4 separate regions of the Sus scrofa genome follow, and regions 1, 3 and 4 are each linked to region 2. A link is a contact called in public Hi-C and HiChIP or PLAC-seq data. All regions are on one chromosome and are shown on one strand. The core of a region is the stretch at or near the end of the contact, and the rest is flanking DNA. Distances in the headings are between cores, read along the strand shown.

The links. A called contact is a pair of places that touch in the nucleus more often than the background predicts. HiChIP or PLAC-seq counts read pairs in DNA pulled down with a chosen protein or histone mark.
Region 1: a Hi-C map of liver shows a contact between it and region 2, with 12 times the contacts expected there. The contact joins the promoter of LAMTOR2 here to the promoter of KIAA0907 in region 2. A contact is called at or near these places in 2 of 5 promoter capture datasets (fetal liver and liver), 7 of 47 Hi-C or Micro-C datasets (blood, epiblast stem cells, heart right ventricle and 3 more) and 2 of 2 datasets of contacts at active chromatin or transcription factors (alveolar macrophages and skeletal muscle).
Region 3: a contact with region 2 is called in a Hi-C map of liver, with 8 times the contacts expected there. The contact joins the promoter of SYT11 here to the promoter of KIAA0907 in region 2. A contact is called at or near these places in 1 of 5 promoter capture datasets (liver), 8 of 47 Hi-C or Micro-C datasets (embryonic fibroblasts, heart right ventricle, liver and 3 more) and 1 of 2 datasets of contacts at active chromatin or transcription factors (alveolar macrophages).
Region 4: a contact with region 2 is called in an H3K27ac HiChIP or PLAC-seq map of alveolar macrophages. The contact joins the promoter of SSR2 here to the promoter of KIAA0907 in region 2. A contact is called at or near these places in 3 of 5 promoter capture datasets (fetal skeletal muscle, liver and skeletal muscle), 17 of 47 Hi-C or Micro-C datasets (alveolar macrophages, blood, embryonic fibroblasts and 9 more) and 2 of 2 datasets of contacts at active chromatin or transcription factors (alveolar macrophages and skeletal muscle).

What each region holds. Positions count from the first base shown.
Region 1 is chr4:93,974,230-93,976,929 of Sscrofa11.1, forward strand. It overlaps LAMTOR2 (late endosomal/lysosomal adaptor, MAPK and MTOR activator 2), which reads right to left and starts at 1,332. Exons shown (of 4, transcript NM_001243627.1): 1 at 1,057-1,332; 2 at 588-750. The coding sequence starts at 1,124. It overlaps UBQLN4 (ubiquilin-4), which reads left to right and starts at 2,157. Exons shown (of 11, transcript XM_003125701.5): 1 at 2,157-2,358. The coding sequence starts at 2,251.
Region 2 is chr4:94,096,803-94,099,544 of Sscrofa11.1, forward strand. It overlaps KIAA0907 (UPF0469 protein KIAA0907 homolog), which reads left to right and starts at 1,409. Exons shown (of 15, transcript XM_001928648.6): 1 at 1,409-1,540; 2 at 2,043-2,259. The coding sequence starts at 1,503.
Region 3 is chr4:94,161,631-94,164,538 of Sscrofa11.1, forward strand. It overlaps SYT11 (synaptotagmin-11), which reads right to left and starts at 1,461. Exons shown (of 4, transcript XM_001928804.6): 1 at 1,121-1,461. The coding sequence starts at 1,154. GON4L (GON-4-like protein) reads left to right here and starts at 257. Exons shown (of 34, transcript XM_021089699.1): 1 at 257-351.
Region 4 is chr4:94,009,280-94,012,030 of Sscrofa11.1, forward strand. It overlaps SSR2 (translocon-associated protein subunit beta), which reads left to right and starts at 1,445. Exons shown (of 6, transcript XM_001928470.5): 1 at 1,445-1,544; 2 at 2,248-2,402. The coding sequence starts at 2,248.

The DNA.
Region 1 (2,700 bases), core at 82-2,581, 120 kb before region 2:
TTTTTTTCCCAGGTCCTGAGAATACTGCAAGGACCTAAAAATTTGTTAACTGAACAGATATAAAGGTGAATGAGACAGGTTCTGTTCCCAAGAAATTCAGTCTAATGGCGCTTCCTCTTTCTGGACTTTATCTCCTTTTTCTGTAAACTGAAGGAACTGGACTAGGGTCTGGACACTTTGCCATGCTTCTGAGTCTGAGAATCTCAGATGACAACACTTTGTGTCTGCATATCACTCTACAGTTTACACCTACCCTTTCATTTGATCACAACAACCCTGTGTGCGTGATGTGGTGGTGGGGATTATTTTCACACTGGAGATGTGGTAAAAAAGCTTGTGACTTACCCAAGGTTCCACAAATGGCAAGTGGCTGGCTGAGACTAGAACCCAGCCAGACCTCGGGTCCAATACTCCTTCCTCATCACCACTTGATACATAGGGTCCTGCCTATTATAAATGCTGCTGCAGACCAACTCTTAGTAATCTTCCAGAAATCCTGTCCCTGGGCCCCAACCATCCAGGATGGGGTCCAGGGTGCCCCTTGGGGGTCCCCTTAGGGACAGAGGAAATGGCTCCCCTCTCCATACCATGCAGTCCATGAGGATGAATTTGAGATTGTCTTCGTTAAATGCTTGGTTCCCGTTCCGGTCGTAGGCCGCCCAGATGTTACTGGCGATGGCTGCAGTGACTCGGGCGTCCGTATCCCCGTAACCAGAGTAGGCCAACAGAGATCCCTCGTTATTCAGCAGCCTGGAAAAGCATCAGAACGGATATCAACGTGCTCAGGATGGGGAGTAAAATACCTGACTTTCCATCCCAACTCGCCCACCGGCGCTCCTAGAAAGCAAGGGTCTGGGTTGAGTGTGTCCTAGAACATGCCCCAAACACCCAGCACGTCAGTTTCTCTTTCAAGAGTGGCCCTCTCGCCGGTTCACCCAAAGGCTGCCCCCTCTGCCACCTCCTCCCTTCCCAGAGAGCCTTCCCCACCCCTCCCTCGGAGAGCCGCGCGCAGCCCCACTCCAGTGCTCGCCGCTCGGCCTCTCGGTCCGCACTCACAGGGTGCTCTGGACACCTCCAGTGTTAGCTTGGCTTAGCACCTGGGTCAAAGCCTTGGGACGCAGCATGCCTGTGGCTCCTAACCCTGGGCTTTCACAACCTGATCCCGGAGTTTCCTATAACTGGCCTCCGCCTGCCGCTTCCCGTAGTCCAGCTGCCCGGCTCCAGAACTCCTGGGAGTTGTAGTTTCCTGGCCTGACTGTGCGGTTCTGACTCAACCCCGCCTCACCGCGGGGGGCGCTGGGAATTGTAGTTCCTCGAAGCTTCGCGAGGCACCCTGGGAACTACAGTTCGCCTTTCCAGTGAGACCACGCGGTTATGGGGGAAAAGAGCGGGAGTAAAAGGATAGTGGCAGTACTGGAAGGACATTTAACCCTCTCGGGCAGAGGAGTCATATCTGCTTGACAATCCACGATTCAGTAATTAAAAGAAAACAAAATTCCTATACTTGTCAGGCATACCTTGGGTTACTTCTCAAAGCAATTTTCTACATTATGCATAATTCTGTGAGATGAGGAGATAGATGCTATTGAGGAAATAGGCTCAGAAAGGCCATGCAGGCAAAAATCCAGGTCTCTGGAACTGTACTGAATAGACTTCTTGGAGGCCGCTACCCTCAGGGGAATTAAGTCAATCCTACAGAAGAGGTTTTAGGTAGATATCCAGAAGTGGAAAATTCAGCCTCCAAGTCGGGAGAAGCCTCAGGCCTGGAAAGGATTTGGGCTTTCCAAGAAAGACCAGTTATCATAGGGAACGGAGATAAAGCGGCGACACAGAAAGTCCTTTGTCCCGGAGAAAGAGTTAGTCGCGGAGGGGGCGGGTAGCTTTGGGCCCGGGGGCGGGGGGTTGGCACCTCAGCGCGACTCGGACCGGCTACCACGGGCGGTGGTCTCTCCCGGAGAGTTTGCTTCCCGCCCCTGTCCGGAGCAGCCCCTTTGGGGGCCGCCGCCCAGCAAGGCCCTGCCCAGGCTGCAGACCCCGGGCTCGGCCCTGGGCGGACCCCGCTGCAGTGGCCCCCCCGGTCCGCCCGGGGCGCTGTGGCTGCGGCTGGTCCGGAGGGGGCGGTGAAGCCTTGGGGAGGGGAGGGGAGAGGGGAGTGTTGGAGGCGCCGGAGCCGAGCACCGCCGGGCGGGCGGGGAGGAGGAGGAGCCGGGGCGGGCTGGCGGGCGGCCGGGTGGCGGCGGCGGCGGCGGCATGGCGGAGCCGAGCGGGGCCGAGACGAGGCCCCCGATTCGGGTCACCGTCAAGACCCCTAAGGACAAGGAGGAAATTGTGATCTGCGATCGAGCCTCGGTCAAGGAGGTAGTACGGGTGGTGGGGATTGGGGGGGTGCGGAGGAGTGGTCTGTGAAGAGGGGGGTGTCTCTGAGACCGTCGGGCGTATGGGAGGGCCGGGGAGAGGAGGGCGGGGGCCCAGCAGGCACTCGGGGAAGCGGGAGGGAAGAGGCGGCGGGTAGGGGGCGTCCTGCGAGGTCGATCCGGGGTAGCGTGGCGCGTGTTTGGGAAGGGAGGCCGGGGTTTGCCTTGTGGCCTGGTCTGGGGGCGTGGTGGAGTTGGAAGAGGACACCTTGCACAGGCAAGGGGGAAGGACCCTGTGTTGGAGAGGAGTGTTTGCGCCGCTTACTAGCGGGGGTTCGAGGCGCTG
Region 2 (2,742 bases), core at 159-2,658:
GGCCCTGTCACTGCTGTGGCTAAGTTCAATCCCTGGCCCAGGAACTTCCACATGCTGCTAGTGCAACTGAAAAAAAAGAAAAAAAGAAAAAAGAAAAAGAAAAAAGAAAAAGAAAAAAGGAAATAAAGACACTAAAAAAAAAAGGCACTATAGCAGGTGTTCCCATTGTGGCTCAGTGATAATGAACCTGACTAGTACCCATGAGGATGTGGGTTCAAGCCCTGGGTTAAATGTTCCCTCACTCAGAGGGTTAAAGATTTGGTGTTGCTGTCACTGTGATGTAGGTGGGCAGCTGTAGCTCCAATTCGACACCTAACCTGGGAACTTCCATATGCTACAGGTGTGGCCCAAATAAAGCTCACACACGCACACAAAACACTATAGCAAAGGAAAAAATAGATTCATGCAATAGAAAAGAATGCAGAAATAGATGTTTATATGGGACATTTATTTATTAAATGCTGAAGGGAAAACACTATAAATGTGGCTTTAAATTTTTTTTTTAGGGCCACAGGTGTGGCACATGGAAGTTCCCAGGATAGAAGTCAAACAGGAGCTGCAGCTGCCCTACACCACAGCCACAGCAACTTAAGTCCCTGAGCAGGACCAGGGATCCAACCTGCATCCTCATGGATACTAGTCAGGTTTTTAACCTACTGAGCCACAACGGGGACGCCTAAAAATGTGAATTTTAAATGAATTTGTATTCTGTTAATCCTGTCAGTACATAAACTTGTTTGCAAGAATAGCATTGTATTTTATTGATTCTATGTAGAGACTCCTTGGAGTTCCCATTTCATAACCTAGGCTGGGTCACTTCTTTAGCCCTCACTGGAAGGGCTCTGTGACTTTCAAATACTTGCGTGTTAGCTCCACCAAGTTGAGCATTTATCTTCTCCACCTTTGTTTATTATAACCTATTCTATGTAATACCCGGCGTGGCCACCACGCCACATTCTAAGTGTCAGAAAGGCAGGACCCCCTGCTCTTAAAACAGGGACAGGCGCGCAGAAATGAAAAGAAAAAAATCTTCAAATAATTTTTGGGATGAGTCCTTTCCTTTTCCCTAAGCAGGTAACTGAAACTTGAAGTTTGCAAAAGCCGCGGGAAAGCGCTGTCCCAGGTCAGCGGCTGGGACTCTACAAGAATGTGACTGAATTTGGGGAGAAACCTGTTTAATTTTCCTTACTCATGCGTGTTGTACTCTTGGCTAGCGACTTGCCCACAAGAAAGATGGATTCTTCTTGCCCCAATTCTTCCTTAATATGAGATTTAGCAGCCATCTTTCTCAAGGGAAAGCGCAAGCAGGAAGGCCACACCCCATCTGTTTCAAATAAGGCCAGAAGCCTTGACATCAACAGGAGTCCAATCGGAATAGACTTTTATACCGGAACCGCTTTGCCTCACGACCGGAAGAGGCTGTGCGTAAGGGCGTTGGGGGCGGAAGTGACGGGAAGGAGGTAGTGGGGTAGTTGGCGGGTGGTTGATCAGAGCCGGTCGCCATGTCCGCGGGGAGCGCGACACATCCTGGAGCTGGCGGGTAAAGCTTTTCTGGCGAGGGCATCGCAGCGAGCATGAGGCCCAGGAGAGGCGGAGGGATCATGGGAAGCAGCGTCTGGGTAGAGGGGCGCTTGGGTGGGAAGTGTATGTATTTGAGGGCCGGACTTTGGGGGCGAAGGATCGTGAGCAGGCCTGGGGCCCCAGAAAAAGGCCAGCGGGGATCAGAGAAAGGAGAAAAGCAGGGACTTTGGGAATGACGAGCCAAAAGGGAAGGTGAGAACGAAGGGTTGTAGGACACCAGAATCTTTTAATAGGGATGACGGAGTAGAAAGGAAGTAGATTCAGGAAAAGGGTTGAAAGAAGTGAGGATTTGGGGAAATATTGCAGTGGTTGTCTGTTTAAGGAGAGATGGTAATTTTAGCTCTGATAGTAGATTCGAAAGTGTAAAGGGAGCCTGATAGCGGGAAAATGGGGTACTAAGGTGTAGTAAGGGGAGAAAAATAGTAAAAACTTTGTGGCCTAATATTTTCCTCTTCCTGTAGGCGCCGCAGCAAATGGGACCAACCAGCTCCAGCCCCCCTTCTCTTCCTGCCACCAGCAGCCCCAGGTGGGGAGGTTACCAGCAGTGGGGGAAGCCCTGGGGGCTCCACAGCTGCTCCCTCTGGAGCCTTGGACGCTGCTGCTGCTGTGGCTGCTAAGATCAATGCCATGCTTATGGCCAAAGGAAAGCTTAAACCAACTCAGAATGCTGCTGAGAAGGTATTTGAAGTTGAGGGGATTCTGCTGATTGCAGTTTGTAATCTTGTAATCTCACAATCATTTGTCTTAAGGAGACACTCTCGGGGGTGGGGGTACAGTAATTTAGTTTTTTTTTTTTTTTTTCTTTTTAGAGCTGCAGGAGCGGCATATGGAGGTTACCAGGCCAGGGGTCAAATCAGAGCTGCAGCTGCTATGCCACAGCCACACCAGATCTGAGCCCCCTGTCTGCAACCTACACTACAGCTCACGGCAACACCAGATTCTTAACCCACTGAGCAAGGCCAGGGATCTAACCTGCATCCTCATGGATGTTAGATTCGTTTCTGCTGAGCCAGGATGGGAACTCCTAGGAGGCAATTTTGCTTGGGCTAAGTTACATTTATGGACCAAATAACTTGTTTTGTCTGTGTTCCCTTAGTTCAGCCCTAGTTCTGTCTACATGATCATTTAAAGCAGTGATGTAATAGGTTTTTTGATACATGT
Region 3 (2,908 bases), core at 211-2,710, 65 kb after region 2:
CCAAACTGGGGTAGGACTGAGGGCGAAGCAGGGCAATTCTTTTTTTATTTTTGGTCCAGGAAAGCATAGCACAGGAAGTTTGCTACCCTAGCACATTTTGGAGGAATCTCCCAAGAGGAAAAACTTTGCTTCTTCTCGAGCTTCTCTTTCCCATCTGCTTCCCTATTTTCCACCCCACTCGCTGCTCCAGGGAGCGTAACTGATCTCCGAGCCCGTAGGGCTGGGTCGGGGACCAGCGGCTCCGAGATGACGTAATGCTTTCTCTGGTACACAAAGCGGCCTCCCCAGGGCTCAGCCTTTTTCGCCCCTCCCCCTCCGGCCTGGATCAGGCCCCCGCCAGCACCAGAGCGGGTGAGTCCCCCTTTTTGAAAAACCAGTCTAGGGAAACAGGGAACAAAGGCCCGGGAAGAAGAGCCTAGGCGCTGCCAGGAGGCCCAGAAATAGACATCACGTCATCCCCTAGCCCAGCAGCGCCAAGCGCCATTTGGTAGCATAGGAGGACCCCACCATTACGATGCAGAATAGAAATTGCAGGGCTCACGTTTTCTCCTAGCCCCAGCATCCAGCTGACCGGCTTAAGGAGTGGCTTGCTTTTGGCTCTCCACCCCCGCACCCTTCTCTCCCCAGAGGCCGCCACCTCCCCTGGCTCCCAGCCACACAGCCCACAGTCTCCAAGCTGCCATCTTGATGCCCCATCCCCTTGCCACCTCCCTCCCCCGCAGCCCTGAAGGAGTGGGAGGAGGAGGAAGGGGCACCGCCCTGCGTGCCCCAAGGGGGAGGGCTCGGCCTACCCCACCTCTCCTCCCCCAGAAGGAGGGGTTCACATCCTCCGCAAGCTCTCTGTTTCTCACCTCCAGCAGTGCTGACAGTGCACCATACAAGGTTTTAGCATCCCGAACCTCCCCAACCTCGGTGTGGCTCTGGCCTTCCCAGCCCCTGCAGCCCATAGCTCAAGTTCAGGTCTGCCCACTGCCTACTACGCATCACCACAGGCCCGATTTTAGAGCGGATAGCACCTGAAGGTCCTGGTCTTGGTTTCACTCTCTGCCCAGCCCCTGGGCTCCCTTGGTTTTGCAACGGTTTCGCCTACCCCAAGCTTAGTTTGCCAGATTCTACTTACCAAAGCTAGGTCGGATATTGGTGATCTCAGCCATGTCGTAATCGGAGGCTATTGCTATTAACGCGTTTGCACTGGTCAGGCAACTCTGGGAACCTCCGGTCAGTACCTAGGCCGCCGCTGCAGAGCGCTAGGTCAGGGGAGGGGGAAGGTATCTGGCGGACGCCTCCTGCGACGGTCTGGTCCCTGGTTGCCAGCTGCGGTCGCCTCTTAAGATGCTCCAGGGATGCTCTGAGCTAAGGATGCAGGTGCAGCCAGACTGGTCCTGATGCGAGGTAGGCCCCGCCTTCTTCCGAACGACCCTCGGCAGAAGGCTCCGCCTCTGTCCGAAAAGTTCCGGAAGGCAAGACCCGCCCCTTTCCGGAAGACCTCTGGGAGGGGCCCTCTCCCTTCGCCAAGATTTCCAGAGAATGAGACCCCGCCCACTAATGGGTTGTGGGTCTGTAAGGCGAAAACTCTGCGGCCTAAGAAGTGTAGGTAGGTATTTTATCATATGAGAGCCTATAGATCTTGTGATTCCGGTTCCCTGGGCTTAATATAGTAACTGAATATTCTGGCCGAGGGGGACCCAGGATTTTGGAAAAACAAAATTCTATCTTGCCTACATTCAGTATCAATTGCAATTATTATAAGTTTATGAGACCACTAAAGAATATTTTGAAACCTTTCTTAAACTTCAGAAACTCTGATTAAAGACCAAACGTGGTGATGGTTGCAGAGTTCTGAAAATTTAGTGAAAATAATTTAATTGTATAAGTAAAACGGCTGGGTTTTGTGGTGTGTAGATTGAAACTGTTTTAAAAAAGGACTAATGAAGAGTGCCAAAGTTAATCAGTGTTGGATATTTCTCTTGTAAAAGCTTCAAGTGCTTAGGGCTGCTTAGAGAAGTTTGAGAGAGAGAGTGAGGGAGGGATGGAGGAAGAGAGAAAGAGAAGTATGGAGAGAGGCAGTGAAAACCAACAGATCCGTGTATTCTGTAGATCCAAAAGCAGGACACAAATGAAACTCCAAGCTTCTAGAGACTTCCTTGGCATTCGGAAGGTTTAGGGTGATTCAGGTTACCGTCAGACTACTGCAGGTTATCTCCATGATTACATCAATTTCGTCATTCATTTTGGTTGTGGTTACTTTCATCCTATCCGATTCTGTTTACAGACAGGATCAGGTCAGGTAGATTATTTAAATGCATAAATATTTGGTGGTGGTTCACCTGTAAAGTGAGAGAGTTGAATGTATTTTTCCAGCTTTGACATTTTGTCCTTCTTGAAAAGAGGAAAAGAACATGGTTCTAGGAGTCATTCATTCATTCAAAACACATGTATTGAATTTATTGAACATTGACTATGTCCCAGGCACCATCCTGGACACCGGATTAATGCATTAGAAGCTAGAGTGAGGCTACTGGATTCCCTCTCACAGCTAGTTATCTTTGTGAAATCATCTACCCAGTTGAGCCAAAAATTTGTCCTGCGGAAATTGGAAGGTATAATATCCACTGTGCCACAGGATTTATTGTGAAGATCAAATCACCTTTGATAACGTAAGTGAAAGCATTCTGTTAAATGCGGAGTGTTTTATAGATATGAATAATTATAATTTATAATTATGGATTGAGTCCAAGTCTGCCTTAGCTTTATTCAGGAAACTGCAGTTTGTAACCTAGGGATTCCTCTTTCTGAAATTTTATGAATTCCCCGTTTCCCTGGTCCCATATTCCAGGTGTCTCGTGGCGAGAAGGATTAGTTGTCAAATTAAATCGCTGAACCTTAATCCAGTTTTGTTTTGAGTAGG
Region 4 (2,751 bases), core at 195-2,694, 87 kb before region 2:
GGTGGCCCTCTTGTTGCAGATCCCAAAAGAGAGGTCAGTGGGCAGCTTGGGTTCTGCCTTAAAAACCACAAAACAGGACATGAAACCAGTGACACTGCCCTGGGGGCACAGAGTGCACCCTAGGTAGCCTTACCATTTCTGCATGCCTCTGGTCCTGGCACGCAGTTCCATGTTCATCTAACAAAGTTCTACTTCAGGAGTTCCCGTCGTGGCGCAGTGGTTAACGAATCCGACTAGGAACCATGAGGTTGCGGGTTCGGTCCCTGCCCTTGCTCAGTGGGTTAACGATCTGGCGTTGCCGTGAGCTGTGGTGTAGGTTGCAGACGCGGCTCGGATCCTGCGTTGCTGTGGCTCTGGCGTAGGCCGGTGGCTACAGCTCCGATTCAACCCCTAGCGTGGGAATCTCCATATGCCCCGGGAGTGGCCCAAAGAAATAGCAACAACAACAACAACAACAACAACAAAAAAAAGACAAAAAAAAAAAAAAAAAAGTTCTACTTCAATCTCTTGGTGGGGTTCCCTTGAAGATGGCAGGAAGAAGTTGTATTTTTTTGGAAGTCTTTCAATGGAAATATTTTCCTTAGCAATTGACTCTCAAATCTCTCCTCTAGTCAGAATAGATTCCAATAAGGAGACTGTAAATAGAGATGATGAAAATTCATCCAATCAGCAGGTGTTTCTTGAGCACCTCCTGTGCGTTCAGCATCACTGTAGGATCTCTGAATAAGTGTACACTAGAGAAATAGCACCTAATCATGAAGGTAGATTTTCCAGATCAGAAACAATCAGAAAAAAACCAAAAACCAAGCCGGAGTTCCCGTTGTGGCTCAGCGGTAATGAACTCGACTAGTGTCCATGAGGACTAGGGTTCAATCCTTGGCCTCACTCAGTGGGCTCAGTGGGTTAAGCTTCCACTGAGCTGTGATGCAGACAGCAGAGGCGGCTAGCCCGGGAACATCCATATGCCTCAGGAGAGGCCCTAAAAAAAAAAAAAAAAAATTAAAGAAAGGATCTACTTTTTTGGAACCTCAAAGGGCTTCTAAGGAAAGTTCAGGGCTTTCTAGGGTAGCTAGCTGGATATAGAAGATGAGTAAATTTTTCGCCTAGAAATACAGAGAATGGTGGTAGCCCGGAGAGCAACAGTTTTTCTCTAATTCCTAGCTCGATAGTACACTCGACATTGTAGACAGAAGATCCTAATCTCTACGTTTGCCAGTCCCACAAAGCACTTAATCAGGTGCTGGTCATCTACGGTACTGGAAAGCCAGCTTGAAAAGCCACTCTAGACGGCAGAATAATAAAAGCGTGAAAGAAAAGAAAGAAAAGCGTGAAGGAGCACAGACAAATCGATCACAGAGGCTGCAGCATCCCGGAGGCAGGCGCGCTCTACAAAGGAAAGGTGGGGCTTGTCTGAGAACTACAACTCCCAGAAGGCATCCAGCAGAGTACCAACGTTTCCGGCCAGAGCTCATTTCCGGTCTTTCGGGTGCTGACGCTCTCTTCCGGCCTTCGTGGCCCCCTGAAGGGTTTGTGGGGTGCGCACGGTGAGTCCTTTGATTCTGGGGGTGCCAAAGTTCGTGTCCACACAACACTCAGCGGCTGAGGGTTAGCTTTGGCAGGGCGGGGAGGGAATAGAGCACGCTGGCTGGAGGACGTGTAATCTTGGCAAGAGACGGAGGGGGGGCAGAACAGACTAAGCCCTCAGAGGGCCCCAGAAAGGGATGTGGAAGACGAGGACGAATGCGGTCCCGCGGGAAAAATGGACAGTAGGATACAGGGGCGTGAGGGAGGACCCCGCTAGCGCGCATTGGGATACCTGGGGTGCTGGTGGAGGAATAGCAGCCGGGGAAAGGCAACAGTCGTGAGGGATTCCTGTGTGAAGGAAAGCTAGAGGCTGCTACAGTTCCGAGATGGGCCGAAATGCGGCAGGCCAAGGAAACCTCTATTCTGGCCACATGGAGCTCTCTCAGAAGACCCCAGTAATTGGGGAGCACCCAGGACCCCTCGCAGTAATAGGTAGCAGATATGCCCTGGAGGTCTACAGATTTTCGAGGGCTGCAGGGTGGATTTGGTGGGAAGCTTGCGAATGGGACAGCTTTGGTAGCGTATACTCTGCTCTGTGAAAGTGGCCGCTGCTTTGATGAGCTCAAAAGATCTTTTGACGGACTTTGTAAGAAAGGACTGTCAGAAAGATTTTGGTGGTTTTACATGCTTGGATTGACTGCTCACTTGCTTTTTCCTCCAAAGATGAGGCTGCTGGCATTCGTGGTGTTGACTCTCTTTGCTGTCACTCAAGCAGAAGAAGGAGCCAGGCTTTTGGCCTCCAAATCACTGCTGAACAGATATGCTGTGGAGGGGCGAGACTTGACCTTACAGTACAACATCTACAATGTTGGCTCAAGGTAAGGAGGCCCTGAAGCTATAGGTTGGGCCCTTTTAAGCTTCTCAGGTATCTTGACTGGGAACAGGGATCAGTAATGATTTATCTTTGGGAGGACTCCAGCAACAGGTATAGTGTGTAAATGAATTCACTGCTGGATGACTTTTGGAGGAGGATATTCTTACCTAAGCTACAGGAAACCATCCTCCAATTTTGTGAGTTGCTAGAGTCTCATAGTGGAGAAGAAGAAAGAATTGTGTGAAATAGGGAGAGAAGGATGAAAAGGCAGAAAAGAGGAGTTCCCCATGTGGCTCAGCAGAAACGAATCTGACTAGGATCCATGAGGATGCAAGTTCAATCCCTGGCCTCGA